Regions from separate parts of the Sus scrofa genome. Here all the other regions are linked to region 1. Evidence: chromatin contacts called from public Hi-C data. All regions are on one chromosome and are shown on one strand. The core of a region is the stretch at or near the end of the contact, and the rest is flanking DNA. Distances in the headings are between cores, read along the strand shown. Region 1 holds the start of NAB1 (NGFI-A-binding protein 1). Region 2 holds the start of INPP1 (inositol polyphosphate-1-phosphatase). Region 3 holds the start of GLS (glutaminase kidney isoform, mitochondrial).

What was found. Hi-C and Micro-C count contacts between places; a contact is called where the count stands out from the background.
Region 2: a contact with region 1 is called in a Hi-C map of subcutaneous adipose tissue, with 2.6 times the contacts expected there. The contact joins the promoter of INPP1 here to the promoter of NAB1 in region 1. A contact is called at or near these places in 2 of 5 promoter capture datasets (fetal liver and liver) and 4 of 47 Hi-C or Micro-C datasets (alveolar macrophages, retroperitoneal adipose tissue, skeletal muscle and 1 more).
Region 3: a contact with region 1 is called in a Hi-C map of skeletal muscle, with 5 times the contacts expected there. The contact joins the promoter of GLS here to the promoter of NAB1 in region 1. A contact is called at or near these places in 6 of 47 Hi-C or Micro-C datasets (heart right ventricle, liver, psoas muscle and 2 more) and 1 of 2 datasets of contacts at active chromatin or transcription factors (alveolar macrophages).

The regions. Positions count from the first base shown.
Region 1 is chr15:95,246,687-95,251,817 of Sscrofa11.1, forward strand. NAB1 (NGFI-A-binding protein 1) reads left to right here and starts at 2,063. Exons shown (of 8, transcript XM_021076058.1): 1 at 2,063-2,353. All of the region lies in intron 3 of NEMP2 (nuclear envelope integral membrane protein 2), which reads right to left.
Region 2 is chr15:94,954,892-94,960,022 of Sscrofa11.1, forward strand. It overlaps INPP1 (inositol polyphosphate-1-phosphatase), which reads left to right and starts at 1,939. Exons shown (of 6, transcript NM_001245012.1): 1 at 1,939-2,109.
Region 3 is chr15:95,510,847-95,515,977 of Sscrofa11.1, forward strand. GLS (glutaminase kidney isoform, mitochondrial) reads left to right here and starts at 2,568. Exons shown (of 18, transcript XM_021076049.1): 1 at 2,568-3,184. The coding sequence starts at 2,799. It overlaps NEMP2 (nuclear envelope integral membrane protein 2), which reads right to left and starts at 2,568. Exons shown (of 13, transcript XM_021076065.1): 1 at 2,445-2,568.

The sequences.
Region 1 (5,131 bases), core at 813-3,312:
TAACCAGTTACAAGTCAGAAGAAAAAGTATCTGCCCTAACACATTTTCTTTTCAGCATCATGTTCAGTGCTGGCCAGAGGTACACAAGTTTGGGAAGAGAATTTAATGTCATTTCTTCCAACTCTGGAAACAATTCTACTTGGGAGACTCAACAGTCCAGATAAGACTACTCATTTCATGACTTGTGAATCACTGACTGTACATCTTCATGGAAGAAAAGTAGTTTTCTCTAGCTGTTCAGAACCAAAAATGTTTGTAAAACATCAGGATTCCAGAGAGGAACTGGAAAAAAGAATTTTGCAGATTTCTTTTGTTCACTTGAACATTTGCTAACCTTTATCTTCCCAAGAAGGTGTTTTTATTTTATAACAACCTAAGTTAACTTTCTTTTTAGTAGAACAGGGTCCACAATTGCAAAATTGAGACAATTAGGCTAAGACACACTTCTAGGAGAGATTCTTCAGCTGAAGAAAAATTCATATGAGCACGCTTATTCACATGCAATATCAATACAACTATCCCAGACAGACCTTTTCACTAATATGGAAGAAACGGGTTTAATTATACGCACTCCACTGTGGCATTACTCATTCCTATAACGTGTTTTTCAAAAAATAAAAGAAAGGTTCAGTATTTTTACAAGGTCTTTTTCTTTCAATGCTATCATCCAGTCCATTGCTGCAACATAAAGATGTGGTATGAAGAATTTCCCATTTCAAAGAATGCCTTGTATCCCCCATCAGGAAAGTAGGCACACTCTGGGAGGCCAGCCAGGATGTGGGAATGGCCTTTTATAAAACTGGATTTTTATATAGATATTAAAACGGAATTTTACCTGTATTTGCAGTAATTTTATATTTACTAAATATTCTCTAGCCTTCAAGAATACAATGCTAAAATTCGAGGAATTCTTTCCTTTACTCGTTTTTGCAAAGGAAAAATAGTCTCTAAAACAAATTTCCACATTTTTTGGCAACAGTTTAAGTACATTTTTGGAAATGTGTAATACTTACTTTGGTTTTAAAAAGTTCATGCAAACCAAACCCCAAAATTCTATAGCTGCCTGGGGAAATCTATTTTAACACACCCCAGGACTGTTTCAGAGCCGTCGGATTTTTACACCATGGAAATAGAAAATATTAACCAGTAAAATAACTGGCAGGTTTTCAGGAGGGTTGAGAAGGCTGGCATTAAGTCACCCAGCAAGCAAGACAGTTGTCAAAGCTGCACTTCGGGTTTGTCGGTTCCCATTTCTCCCCTCCTCCTTTTGCCAGGCCGGTGGTGGGGGTGGGGAGGGGGCAAGAAGGGCGGGCAGAGATTCTCTAGAACTGCCAGTTTTTTTTCCCAGCGTCGCGCACCTGCCGTTCCCCCCTCTGTGCGGTCGCGGCCAACTTCCGGCAGGACGCCAGGGCCGGCTGGGCAAGGGGCGCACCTGGCCCATCAACCTTTAGCCGGAGTGGGCTGGGGCGAGCCCGGCGCCCAGATTAGTGGGCTGAGCGTGCTATGTTTTTTTTTAAAGTCAGCCTCCCCGGAGATATGGATTTGGCTGGGCGTGCTCTTTGAAATACTATATTGGGAACCTCACACTTTAAAAAAAAAAAAAATTCTTTTTTAATTGCAAACCTTCCCATTTCGCTCGGCAGCTGGAGAGCAGGCCCGAGGCGGCGTCTCCTCCCTCCCGCCCGCCACCCCCGTTTTCCTCCTTCCCGCCCCCTCCCCCAGCCCGAAGCAGGACTCGCGGGAGCCGCCCCCTCCCGGGCGCCCACTTGGTTCCTCCCAGCTGCCGTGCGAATGGGCCGCCCTCCGGATTCCGCGGAGGGGGCGGCGGGAAGAGGCCGAGCCCGGCCCGGCGGCCGCCGCCCCCGCCCCCGCCCTGCGGCGGCCCACGCCGGGATCTGCGTCACTCGGCCGCGCGTGGGCGGGAGTCGGAGCGGCGAATGTAGCAAGAGCGGAATCTCCCAATGTGACAGCGCGCGGGGGGTGGAGGTGGCGGAGGCGGGCGGGGGAGGGGGTGGGTGCAGCGCGGGGAGGGGAAGGGGGAGGACGTGGTGGGGGAGGCGCCGCCGCCGCCGCCGCCGCCCGCGCGCCCGAGCCGGGAGGAGCCGCCGCCACCACCGCGGCCGAGCGAGTGCCGTCGGGGCTGGCGGGCGGGAAGGAGCGGCGGGCCCGAGCTGGCGGTGGGGGGGAGCAGGGAGAGCGCGCCCACCACCTTCCCTTCCCCCCTCGATGGGAGCGGGGGCGTCCCGGCCGCCGCTGCCGACTGAGGAGAGAGAACCGGGGGCCGTCACTTCGGAGTTAGGGCTGAGGCGTCCTTGGGGGAGAGCGCGCCAAGACCGCTGCAGCCGCTGGCCGAGTACGTACCAACTCGCTGTCCGCCTACTGCGTGAAGCGTTCGCGCTCGTGCGGCCGCGGGCGAACTTGGGGCGATGGAGTCTTCGGGCCGCGCCAGCACTTGGGGGGCGGGCATCCAGGGCGGCGGGCCCTGAGCGGCTGCCGCCGGAAGGAGTCGGCAGCATCGGGCTCCTGTGGGTGATTCCCGGAGAAATTCGGTGCGCAGGGGCAGCGGGAAGAAGGCTAGCAAGGCAGTGGCCCGACTAGTACGTTCTCCTGCTTGAAAGCCGGGGGCGCATCGTCCATTCTCCTGACTCGGCTGGGCCGTCGCGCGTGGCGCGGAGCAGTGGTGGGGTTGCGTAGTGTGTTGTGCGTGGTGGTGCGCGCGCCCACCCCAGAGTTTTGCAGCCAGGGGCAGAATCTTTTTGTTGGTTTGTTTACTTTATAAAAGTGTTGCTCTACAGTCTTATTTTTCGTTCTGGGGATCTTCTCCTTCGGAATGTAGTTTTTTTTTTTTTTTTTAAAGCGGAAGGAGAGTTTTGCTTGGAAGTGGCTTACAGAAACTTGGCACCGAGGTGCAATGGAAGCGAGAGACTCATTGTGCTCGCTAAGGCCGAGTGTGGAATTTGCAAACACATGTGGGACATACAAGCCTTGGATGCAGAGGTGTGTGACTTTATTCCTGGAGAAAGTGCAGTCAAATGCTTATGGGCTGCAGCCTCAGGGTTCACAAGGCTTAAGATAGGAAACGAGACTTCTAGTGAGCCTAAATGTTAAGATCTTGAGGGAAAAGATAATTGAATTGGAATATGAATAGGTTCCGCAGATCAAGTTTTGCAGCATGTGACCAGTAGGAATCTTTGACTTGCATATACTTATTCCTCATTCCGGGAGGATCCGGAAGGCATGGCAAAATTGGGGGTAGCTGTCAATTTAAAATTTCATCTTGATTCGGAATAACCTGTCACTACCAGTTGGTTTGTCAGTAACATGTCTGCAAGCTTAAAGGAGTGCAAAGATCAGAAGCTGAGAGGGAAATTCTCAGACGGAGTTTAAAAATATTTTGGCAGTTTTAATAGATAATATTAGATTGCATAGGAACAGAGGAACTGAATTTTAAAAAGATTAGTCACGTAGGAAATGCTAGGCTGTTTTGTTAGACAAGTGTGTGCACACACTGAAATGCCTTCTTAGATTTTCACTTCTGTGAAAAATTACCCCTGTAAAACATACCAAATTTTGACATGTCATAATATCTGTGGGTTTTAAGAAGAAATATTGGAAGAGAGAATGCATAGGATTTACTTTCTCTGTTTTGGGTGGAGACCGGTATTTTCTCAAAGACCTAAAAAGTTGTTTGTAGTCTAATCTGTGTGCCACTAAAAGTGGTTCTTAGATTCAGGGGTATCTTTTCCCCTTCCATTTCGGGTATTTGAAACATTTAATGTTGCCTTTCATTAAGTTTTTTAAATTATGCTGTCCTTATAGGTATTATCTTGCATGTAAGTGTTCTCTTGAGAGTTTATACATATCTGACAAGGTCAGCCTTCTTTATTCCTATTTGAGTATTGTTGGAAAATCAAGTTTTGAGAGAAAATGTCAAGGAACCATTGGAAGTTTTCTTGTTTTAATTTTATTATTTTTAGCATCTTGCACAAAAGTTAATATGCCAAACCTGATATAAGAAAAATTTCGTTTTCTGTGGCTCTGGTGATTTCCTGTTATATGAGAATAAATCAGTAATAATAAAAACATTGAGGCATTGTAGATTTTTATTTTATTTCATTCTGCCTGCTAATTGTGAATGTAATGAAGATGACAGAAATCCTTAGGAATAGGTGATACAAGGAAATTTAGTGAGCTTATATATCTAATAAATGATTTAATGTCTAGTGACTACATCTTATTCAAGAATTATTAAAATTGAATAGTCTCAGCTAAACTAATTATTTTTTTGTTGTTGACTAGTAAATAACATCCATTGCCCTGTAGAAAAGTTAATAGATTTTCATTCTTCTTATTGTTATTTAGAGAATCAGTTAAAGCATTAGATATTTTCTTTTGATCACACTTTAAGAACATACTGATTTATTATTAAGGATTTTAGCTGTTTGTGCCATGGATGCCTTGAAAGAAGTAATTATAATGTATGACAAAGTGGGGGAGACCTTTGAAAAATTTAGAGTAAAAGATGGTTTCATGGAACAGAGTATGTCAGGTTTTTGTGTCTGTTGACCTAGACTCTGTCCTAAGACTTGGGTTTCATCTAATCCATTTAATAAGTCTAGTTGTTTTTGTTGGTGCTATTTATGTGCATTATTGGAAATAAAAAATATGTACAATTTACATTTAAATGTAAAGCTGTATTTTGGATACCGCAGGAGCATGCTATATTTTGTGTTACTTTCATGGAAATAACCATTGTATAATATGTTTTAAACAGGTTAAGATCCTGCTTATGTATAATTATCTTATTATGCATATTTCATGTGGTGTTTATTAAAAATAAGTAATAAATAATGCCAACTTAAGCAGAATATAAGGTTTCTAGACTCTGCTTTGGATTTAGTTTTATTTTAACCGCTTTTTTCATTCTTTTTAGTAGAATGAAGAATAGTGCAGTTGTTATATTAAATGCAGATTTCCTTTTTGATCTGACATGTTCAATAACTAGTACAATAGTAAAATATACTCCCTTAAACTTAACAATGGAACAAGTGGGAAATTAGAGAAGTTGATGTTGGGAAAAATAGTAATCCTCATCAGAATTCTCACAGCTAAAACATACCATTAAGATTTC
Region 2 (5,131 bases), core at 689-3,188, 290 kb before region 1:
AAACCAAAAGGCACTTGGCCTCATGCCATTAGCTATTGTTATAGCAGAGAGAGAATATTCCAGGCAAAAGAAATAACATGTATAAAGCCATAGAGGAATGCAACCAATTTTCGTACTTAGGAAACTAGATGTGCTGTGGTAAAATGGGATGTCAACTGTTGAGGGGGCAGGACTGACAGTTGGGATGGGGAGAGAGCCCTTGAAAGCTATGCCCAGGAGCTTGCTCTTCATATGACCAGAGATTGGGAGCCCGTGATGGCCTTAAAGCAAGCAACCCATTGAGATGTGTGATGTAAGATGATCTCTGTGATAACAAAGTGGAAAATGGACTAGATCCAGATCATAGACTCATATTGCTTTGTCACAGAAACAGCATTCTCCAGCTCCACCCTCCCCTCCCCTAATTCCTGCTCCTCCAGGGGCAAATTCTTTGCCTTCTAACTAGTTTGGCATTTGCCTCTTTATTTCCAAATATCATGTTCAAACTATTTGTTAATTTTTTTCCATCAGAGGTAGAAATGAGACTAGATATGATTACGAGAGTGATTAATAAACAATAGCAAAGGGGATGGGCCTAAGGAGCCTTAAGGAGATGGACCTAAAAAAACTGAATCTGAGAGAGGACAGAATTGATCAGCTGGACTTACCAGTGAAGTACAGTCTGATAACCGGGAGGGGGTGGGGAGGGAAGGAAGAGTTGTCTCAGAGACTATAGAAGCAGGCTGGGAGCAGAAAGTTGAGTTAGTTTTGGAGGTGTAAATTTTTAAGCACCATTGTGGGTTGAGTATTACCCCCAGCTCCTGTCTTGGATGGCAAGCCACTGCTCTTAGGACCAAGTCTTAACAACTCAGGAGGCAGTTCTGGGTGGTGTGAGGAAAGGTAGATAAAAAACCTGCTGGCCAAAACTTTACACTGGATCTTCCTAATGTCATGTCATGGAATGAGTTATAGGTATGTGGATAGCGGTCTCCTCTGCCCTCCAGGAGCAAAGGCTCAGTCCCTCCTGCCTGAACAGCTGAGATCATTTCCTAGGTGTGCTATGAAATGGAAGGATGCGTGAAGGGCTTTAGAAGGTCCGCTACACACACAAACAGCCTTCCGCCTGCTGGGCTGACCGCCAGACCGCTTCTATTCAAAACGCTATTGCCCTTTAAAAAATCTACCCTTCCCCTCATCATAACTCATTCCTCCTATCCCCTCTTCCCCCATTCAAAACCTTATTTAGGGTAAGCTGAATCCCACAGTTTAAAGGGTGGAAGGGAGAAGAGTCCCTGCCCACGATCTGCTTCCTGTCAAGGTGTCTCTAGGCCCACACCCCATAAGTCAAGCGTCCAGGAGACGCTGCTAGGGTTTGCAGAACAACCAGCACACTTGACATTTCTACTAGAACAATGGAACCCGATTGCCACCAGCAGCAAGTCCATTTTCAAGCTGCCAACCCGTCTGTCAAACCCGTAATCCTCAAAAAAGGGTGCGGAAGACTGCAGAAGGAAGATATTAAATGCGAATTTGTGGGCGGCTACAAGAACAAAACAAAAACAGTGGATTAGGTGACCCAGGAGCCCTTTTTTTCCTGGCACTCCCCTGTGAATCATCACGCCCCACTTGTGACGTTACCGACTTTGAGCTCCGGCAGGCAGGCGTGGGATGCCCTCGCCTGCCCTGGGAGCCTCGAGGCGTCACTGCGCCTTTCCACGCCAAGGTCCCGGGGGAAACGGGTGGGCGGCGGCTTGGCGGATGCTGTGGTTTGCGATCCCCGGCCGAGCGAGGCAGCCCGCCGCCCGGCTGCGCCTCGCCCTCCGCTGGCTACCGCCGTGCTCCCCGCCCCTCGCCTTCGGGCTGAGCTTGCGGCTAGACGCCTGGCGCCCCTCTGCTTGCCTCGCACGCCCGGCCACCTCCTCCTCTGCGTTTTCCTCCTCCTCCTCCCCCGCCTCTTCCGTTTCTGGAGGGAAAGACTGCAGCCTCCTCCTGCGCTCCGCATCCCGGCTTAGGTAATACGTTTTCCTCCGTAAGCTCCCTTCGCCCCAGCACCACAACCTCCTTTCCTGCTCGGATCTGGGTCCCGAGGCTGGGCGAACTGTACACACCCTTCACCTCTCCGGACACTAGGTGAGTAAATCTGGGCCGGGAGGGCTCCTTGCCTCTCCGCCCGGCCTGCGATGACCTCTGTCCGCTGCAGCGAGGCTGCCACCCGGCCTGGTCCGCCCCGCCCCACATCGCTGCTGCAACTGGCCGGGCGGAGGAGCTCGCGAGTCTTGCCGTCTTCCTGGGATCCGCAGAAACGACCCGAAAGAAATAGACGATAGGAAGAAAAATTGGCAAACAACTTTTTATTATTATTATTATTATTATTCGATCATTAGCCTTTCTAGGTCGAAGAAGCTAGATCTGACAGTTGTCGAGAGAGCAGTGGCCCGAGTTCAACAGGTAGATGGCGTAGCTGTCAGGCACCCCTTGGTTTTGCTTAGAGAGATGCAGCTAAGGGTCCATAGCTGCTGGCTGCCGCTAGTGACCTACTAGATGAATGTAAAATAAACATGAAGGGACTATATTTAGAAAAGTCTTTGCCTTCTTGTTTTTAATTCTCTGCATTTTGAAAGGCAGTTTTGTGAGATGTGTATGGTGTGGCCAGAGTAGAGTAGCAGAGGGGAAAATATTTAACTTGGGTTTGGATGAATCATGTATACTGTTACTGTGTTAGATGCAAAGAGCATGAAGAAAATCCCTAGATTATTTAGTACATTCATGAAGAACATATATAAACAATCAAGGTGTGTATTTTGGAGGTTTTCGTTTTAAAGGTAATTTTTAAGATGTTGAATAAGCAGAAGTTTGCCACTGTGTGAATGGTGTTCACTTCAAAAGAACAGTGGGTTAAGGTTGTAGGGATAGACCACTGGAGTGCATCCCACATGTTAAATAAAACATTTTTTTGGCCTTTTTCCTGTCGTTCCTAGCTTTCAAACCAGAGAAGTGGATAAAGATCAGCCCTGCTCAGCCTAGTAATAGTCTAATGATGAAAATAATCCACAAAACTACTGTTGACTGACAAATTACCTAAGTGACCTCATTTTTGACCTTGTGAAATACCCAACAGAGGGAGAAAAAAAGCAATAGAAGAGTTTCTTTTTTCAACACAGATATTTGTTTGCATTCTAATTGAGAACCTACTTTATTTTTAAGTTTTTGTGGATCTTTATACTACTCTTGAAAGTTAATTCTTAGTCATGAAGAGGATTATATAAATGCATAAGGTTACATTTTACTTTTTCATAGAATAAGTTACCATTTCTTTTCAAGCTTTTGGACTAAATTACCCCTTGGTTGAAAATTGCAGCTTGGACTTATGTCATTTAATGTGAAATATCTTATTATAGATTTAAATTACAGCTATACTTGTGGTAATTTTGAAGAAAATGATGTCTTACTTGATATATAAGGCCTGTGAAACAAAAGTTATAAAGTTATATGTTATGTATTTAGTTCCCCATTTATTTCTTTCTCTGATAACCAATCAGAAAATGTCTTGGAGTTCACGTCATGGCTCAGAGGTAATGATCCCGACTAGTATCCGCGCGAGGACTTGGGTTCCATCCCTGGCTTTGCTCAGTGGGTTAAGTATCAGCCTTGCCCTGAGCTGCAGTGTAGGTCACAAACATGGCTTGGATCTGGCATTGCTGTCGCTGTGGTGTAGGCCCATAGCTACAAGCTCCGATTGGATCCCTACCCTCGGAACTTTCATAGGCTGCAGGTGAGGCCCTAAAAAAAATGAAAAAGACCCCCCCAAAAAGAAATAGTCTTAATATGCTTCATGTTGTAGATAAATTGCCTAAAATATACTGATATTATATAAAGTGATTAATAAAAACAAGTCTTTTTCATTTATTAAATGTGAGAATGAGGTATGTGAGAACTTTTTTGTGGCTGTGTGTCCTCAATAAATGTCCTTGTTGATGTATTTTGAACCTTACAATGAAACTAATAAAACTCTCTATGTAGATGTTTTCATTTGATTTGGAGTTTAGAGATAAAAACAGAAGTGACAGCACTTTGCTTCTAATCTCTCATGATTAGTGTTGGGTAGAAGTTCCCAATCTTGTCTAATTTAAAATATTACCTAGGGTAGAAGGCAAGTGGGAGGAAGTGGGGATAATAGTGGTGTAAAAAGATTCCCAGATTGCTGCTTGGGATTTCCTGAATCAGAATTTCTAAGAGAAAGAAGATACTTAAAATAGACCAAAATGATAAAAATGTAAACGAGAAAAAAAAAAAAAAAAAGCAAGCTTGAGAAGTACAGATGGCTGTTGCTGACATAACGTGTTAACATTCCTGTACATAAAATGTTCTTAAATGGAATCTGTGGTTTTGGTAATATGATGATGTCACACACTTAGGAAATCTGAAAGGATAAAATCTTTTTATCCTTTTGTAGTCAAGCAAGCCTTCCAGTGGTTGAATTTAGCAAACTTTGTACATGTCCAGTGGCTTTTTTGTGGTAGGCAATCTTAATTCAAGTGTTTAATCTTATTAAGAGCATTTTTTTTTTTTTTTTTTTTTGTCTTTTGCATTTTCTAGGGCCGCTTCCCACGGCATTTGGAGGTTCCCAGGCTAGGGGTCGAATCGGAGCTGTAGCCTCCGGCCTACGCCAGAGCCACAGCAACGTGGGATCCGAGCCGCGTCTGCAACCTACACCACAGGTCACGGCCACGCTGGATCCTTAACCCACTGAGTGAGGCCAGGGACCAAACCCGCAAACCCCATGGTTCCTAGTTGGATTCGTTAACCACTGCGCCACAATGGGAACTCTAAGAGCATTTTATTAATGGATTTTACTGTGACTAGTAATCTACAGCAGAATATTGTGCCTGATCATTTCTCTTTCGTATAAACAGAGTTATCTGTTACCTTTGCTATGCTCCTAATCAGGAAAGACAAGCATGCAAATTTTAGTAACATATTAGAACTTTTATTAAAATGACCCAACACCATTTAAAAACAAAACAAAACAAAAAAACAAAATTCGGGCATAAAATGTGGTCAAAATTATATTTAAAAACAAGTTGACAGGAGTTCCAGTCAAGGCTCAGCGGTAACAAACCTGACTAGCATCCATGAGGTAGGTTCAATCCGC
Region 3 (5,131 bases), core at 1,318-3,817, 260 kb after region 1:
GTAGTAGCAGAAGCTTGTTTAGAATTTTCCTGAATCTTACTCTATTCTCTAAATAAAAGAACTTCCAACAAGCCAAAACCAAAACCAAAAACAAAACAAACAAACAAAAACCCCTAGGCAACTCTTTTAAGCTGTTAGTCAAAGAAGAATTATTTTCTATTTAACTCTAGGTCAAAAAATAATAATACTCTTTTCGTTATTTTGAAGGGTAAGATCTGGAACTTTTACCCAGGTTACATTGTCATCTTGAAACATTAGCCTTTTCTAAAAATCTTCAAAAGAACACAGAAGCTCAGGAACTGTTCTTCTAGTTAGGATGAAAACAAAGAGCATAAATTCCAATTTTTCCTTTCTATAGCTAATTACCTTCTCAGTGGCTATGAAACCACAATCCATTGTAAGATCGCTACACTTATCTAGCAGTAAAGAGGAAGTCTAAGAGTGGCTCTGACAACCCAAGTACATGATAAACAGAAGAGCTGTCTTCTATTTGCACATATTTTGATAGACTATTGTATGATATAAAATGCTTGTATAGGGATAGACTTTATTTTATATGATGTTATTATTTAATAGGTGCATAATTAACCTAACAAAATAGTAATTAATTCTAGTTCATAGTTCAAAAGTTTATTTGATTAAAAAAACTAAAGATGTTTAAAAATTATATAAGGTAAAGAAAATAATTGAAAGTATTAAATGAAAGTATTTAATTCAATTTACATTATTTTCAATTTGCTAACTTTTCACTGGTCTTCTAAAACAAGGGGTTAAATTTCAGCAGATTCGTAAATTCTCCTACATGTTAGGAATAATATCTGCCCATTCTCACTAGCTCATCCTTCGAAGCAGAAACTCTAGAAAATAATCTATTATTAGGTTTGCTTTCTATATTGTTAAGTATACTACACTTAAACCTTAGAACGCTGAAAGGAATTTTCATTGGGAAATTAAAGAAACTAAGAAAAACCAGCAGAAAATAATAACTGGATTTGTCAATAGCTTGAATGTGGTTGAGAGTAAGGAGGCAGTAGAAACTGATAAGTGGTTATATCTAAGAGATGGGACAATATTCAGGTTTATGTCATTGATAAGTCAGACTGGAAAGGTTATGGAGAAGAAGTATTTGTTACCTTTCCTCCAAATCTTAATGTTCCTTTTCCTGAAGATATTGTTACCTTGACTCTTTAACAAATTTTAGTGACAGGTAACATTAAGTAGTAGTAAATCCTCTAAACAATTTGCAAGTCTTTTAATAAGTGTGATTACTTGCTTTACATATGATAGATTTTTCCACGTGCTTCTAGTTAAAGATAGAAAAAACTTAAACATGGCAAGACTGTGGCATGCAAAAGGTCACATAACCTGTAGGTACAGTCAGATTTCCAATGACTAATCTAGTGCAGTATTTTAAGATTCATCAGATTACTAAATCTGATGATCAGTTAATGATGCACCTGTCATACACCCTTCCCTTTTCATAAAAATCATCCTATTAACCTTTAAGAATCTATGCATATAAACCTAATTGTTTTGGTAAACTCTCTAAAAGCTTTTCTTTTCGCGTGGAGTGGACTGTAGATGTAAGTTCAAAGAAAAATTCAGAGTTTATCAGCTCCTTGGTTCTTTTCCTACCGGTCCTCAAAGATAAATGGATCAAAACAGCTGAAACGATTTAAAGACCTAGTATCTGGATGCTTCTATCTTATGACAATCAAGCAGCTTTAGAATAGAAAAGTGTCTACAAGTTTGCTTTCAAGCAAACGAGTGTTAAGGGAATCGCTGCTATTAAAAAATCTTTTTGAGATGTAGGTGTACATTTTAAACAGTAATTTTTAAAAAGGGAAGCAGTGGTGTTCAGGAATTTCCCCCTTTCTCTTGGTCCTCCCCTGAACTCCAGCCCTCCAAATGGCTAAGTCGCATAGCTGAAAGGATTTTGCTCATTTTTTCCAAAACATTTCACATCTGGGCAGTCGCCAACCATAGGAACATTTGGGCAGAGAGCAAAGCTCGTCTGGGTCTGCCTTCTGGGGATCGATGCCCTCAGAGGCGTCGCCACACGCCCTTACCAGTTAGCTCCGGGCCAGCAGCAAGCTTGGACCAGCCGAGCTTCGACAGCTGGGCCAGACGCCAGCGCGGGCCAAGCCCACTGACTGACCGCCGGCCCTCCGGCTGCATAAGGCTCCTGCCCATCAGTCTCCCAAACAGTTCGAGGCCCTAGAGTCCAGGAGTCCATCTGCTTCGTAAAAGACGAGACCGTTGAGCCCCCACTTTCCCCACGAGGGTAGCCTCAGGGCTGACGAGGCGAGGAGGAAGGGGCTACTCTAGAGCCCGGCCTGGCTACCCTGCTTCGCACGTCAGTTTGATCCCTCTCCCCGCCCCCCGCCAGTCCCCGCCTGACTCCGCGCAACGGGCGGGGAGAGAAATGTGACTGCTACACCCACCAATCAGAAGCGAGGTCGAGGATCTGAGCCAATCGGGACCGGCGACTGGGGCAGGCCGCCAGCGTCCTCCCGCCCCCGGGAGGGTGAGCGCGGAATGTCCCCGGCCCGCCCCTGCGCCTCAGTCTCAGTGCGGGTCCCTCCTCGTTTGGGAGCAGAAGTGGCTGCGGGTAGTCTCCGGAGCAGCAGCAGCAGCAGCAGCGTCGGCGGTTGCCGGAGCCGGAACCACACCCACGTCACTGCCCCTGTCCTCTTTTGCCCTCTCGTCGTCCGGTCGGAGACCGCATTCTCAGAGAGCGGCTTGCCCACGCCCGGAGCATCCTCCCTTGCTGAGCGAGCGCTGACGGACCCGGCGGCATGATGCGGCTGCGAGGCTCGGCGATGCTGCGGAACCTGCTCCTGCGGCCGCCCGCCGCTACCTGCGCGGTTCTGAGGCGGGCGCAGCCCCTCGCCACCCTGTGCCGGCGCTCCCGGGGCGGGGGACGAACGGGCCCTGCGGCCGCCGCGCGGCTCCACCCGTGGTGGGGCGGGGGCGGCCGGCCAGCGGGGCCCCTCGCGAGGGGCCTGTCCAGCTCCCCTTCGGAGATCCTGCAGGAGCTGGGCAAAGGGGGCACGCAGCAGCAGCAGCAGCCCGGGGCGTCGCCGCCCGCGGCCCCGCCGGCGCCCAGCCCCAAGGACAGCCCGGGGGAAACGGACGGGTTCGGCAACAGCGAGGGCAAGGAGCTGGTGGCTTCCGGCGAAAAGTGAGTGTCTCTGCGAGGCGCTGGAGGCCTCATCCTGCGTGGGGCCCATGCCCGGGAGGGGCCTGCGGTGGGGCGGGATGGGAACGGAGGTTCGAGAAAGAAAGAGATGCCGGGCGGCCTGCGCCGTCTGCGCCATGTGATTAGGCCCAGCCCCGCCCGCGCCTTCCCCGCCTGTGCCTCACCGCTCAGCCTTTACTTCCCTTCCCCGCCGCGGGGTGGAGCCGCCGAGGGGTCAGTCTGGTCCACCCCCCACACCCCCCCAGCGCTGGAAGCTGTGGCTGCTTGGCCCGCGCCGCGTGCTCCGAGCCCGGCTCCCGGCGGCAGCGCCTGGCCGCCCGCCTAGCCCTTCGTGGGTGATAGCACACGAACAGACCGAGTGACATTTAAGCGGTGGGCGTTGAGCAGAGCTTCTGCCTTCCTGACGCGTTGCTTTTCCGGGCTCGAGTTTCCTCTCTCCCTAACCTCCTTCGATCTCTACCACCCTGTCTAATGTGGCAAAGTATTCTCAATATTTCTGGAGTGGCTTTTTCAGACGTATGTAGGGCCATCTGCGGCACCGGAAATAATATTTCCGAAACAAGGTTAAGAGGAAAAGGGTCATGTGGCTGAGAAGATGGGGCATGCCGTGCAGTACAGACCACCTGTTTCACTGGGGATCAGCTTTGGCCTGTCTGACATCTTTCATGAGACGGGTGAATTTTTGAAAATAAAAGTTAAAAAAAAAAAAAGATAAAAGTCAAAATAACCAAGATGAAATGTGAGGGGTAAAACACTGGAAAAACGGAGTTAAGTAGCTTTTGTGATTTATATTGTGAGAGGGTGTTAAGCCATCTATTCCGAACAGCAATTTAGTCTTAAAATTGACTTTTCCTACGCAGTCTGTGAGGCAATTTCCTGGATATTTCGTCTTGAGTTAATAGAAGCGAACACAAACTTTGTTTTCTCACTGTAGGTAAAAATTTACCTGTTTTCTTTATACCTTACTGGTTTTCTCACCTTGTACTGACGTTATATGACCTGTTTTGCCTTCCTCTACTTACATTATTATCTTCTGCCCAAGAATATTTTAAGTCAAACTGAAAGTGTGATTCTTATACTTTCAATCTCAGACCTAGCTTAATGTTTCCTGTAATTGAAATTGGCACCTTCCTAAAACATTCCAAGCAAAAGTTGTTTTCCCAGACTGAAAAACGTTATTTTAAAAAAAAAAGCACTTAGTGATGGGCAAAATTTGTGGTATCCTGTGATAAAGATTTTGTGCCACAAAGTACCATTATGGCTCTGGGCAGGTCATTTAATTTGGTTGGATGACTCAGATCCGTTCAAGTTCTAAAAAGCTAGACTTTGGTCAAATTTCTACCTCTTAAATTTTTAGTGACTAGGATTTTTAGTTTTTTTAGTGACTAGGATGTGTATGCTTAATCTTCATTTGGTATTCACTTAACATCATTTGAATTACCTGGCATGTAACTAATTTAAGTAAACGTGCCCAGAATTACAGAATTGAAAAATGCAATTAATAGCATTTAAAAGTTGTCCTTAAAGGATATATAATGGGAACTGCTTTCTATTGAAAATACCTTTTGTCTCTTCAGTGGCTCTAGTGTCCCTCTTTTTTCCCTCCTTTTGTCAGATAGAAAATTGAGCATTTCACAATTTGCTTGTTTCCCAGAAGCTTCTAGCTCCATTGCCATCTAAATAAGAAATCATTTCGTAGCAATAACTTTGAAATGCTGTTTTATCTAATACTTATTGTCAACTCTACATAAAAAATGACCTGTCCTGTCCCTCCCAGCCCCTAAAGAAAAACAGTGTAGGGGCGGAATCTTTCAAGAATATTTGCTCAGTTGCTCTGGGAGTTTGAATGGCTAATATGTTTACCTTATTCAAGGGAGTCTGTTTTTGCCACCAAAATTTGGAGTAATAGCTAGACGGGCTTAGGAGCCA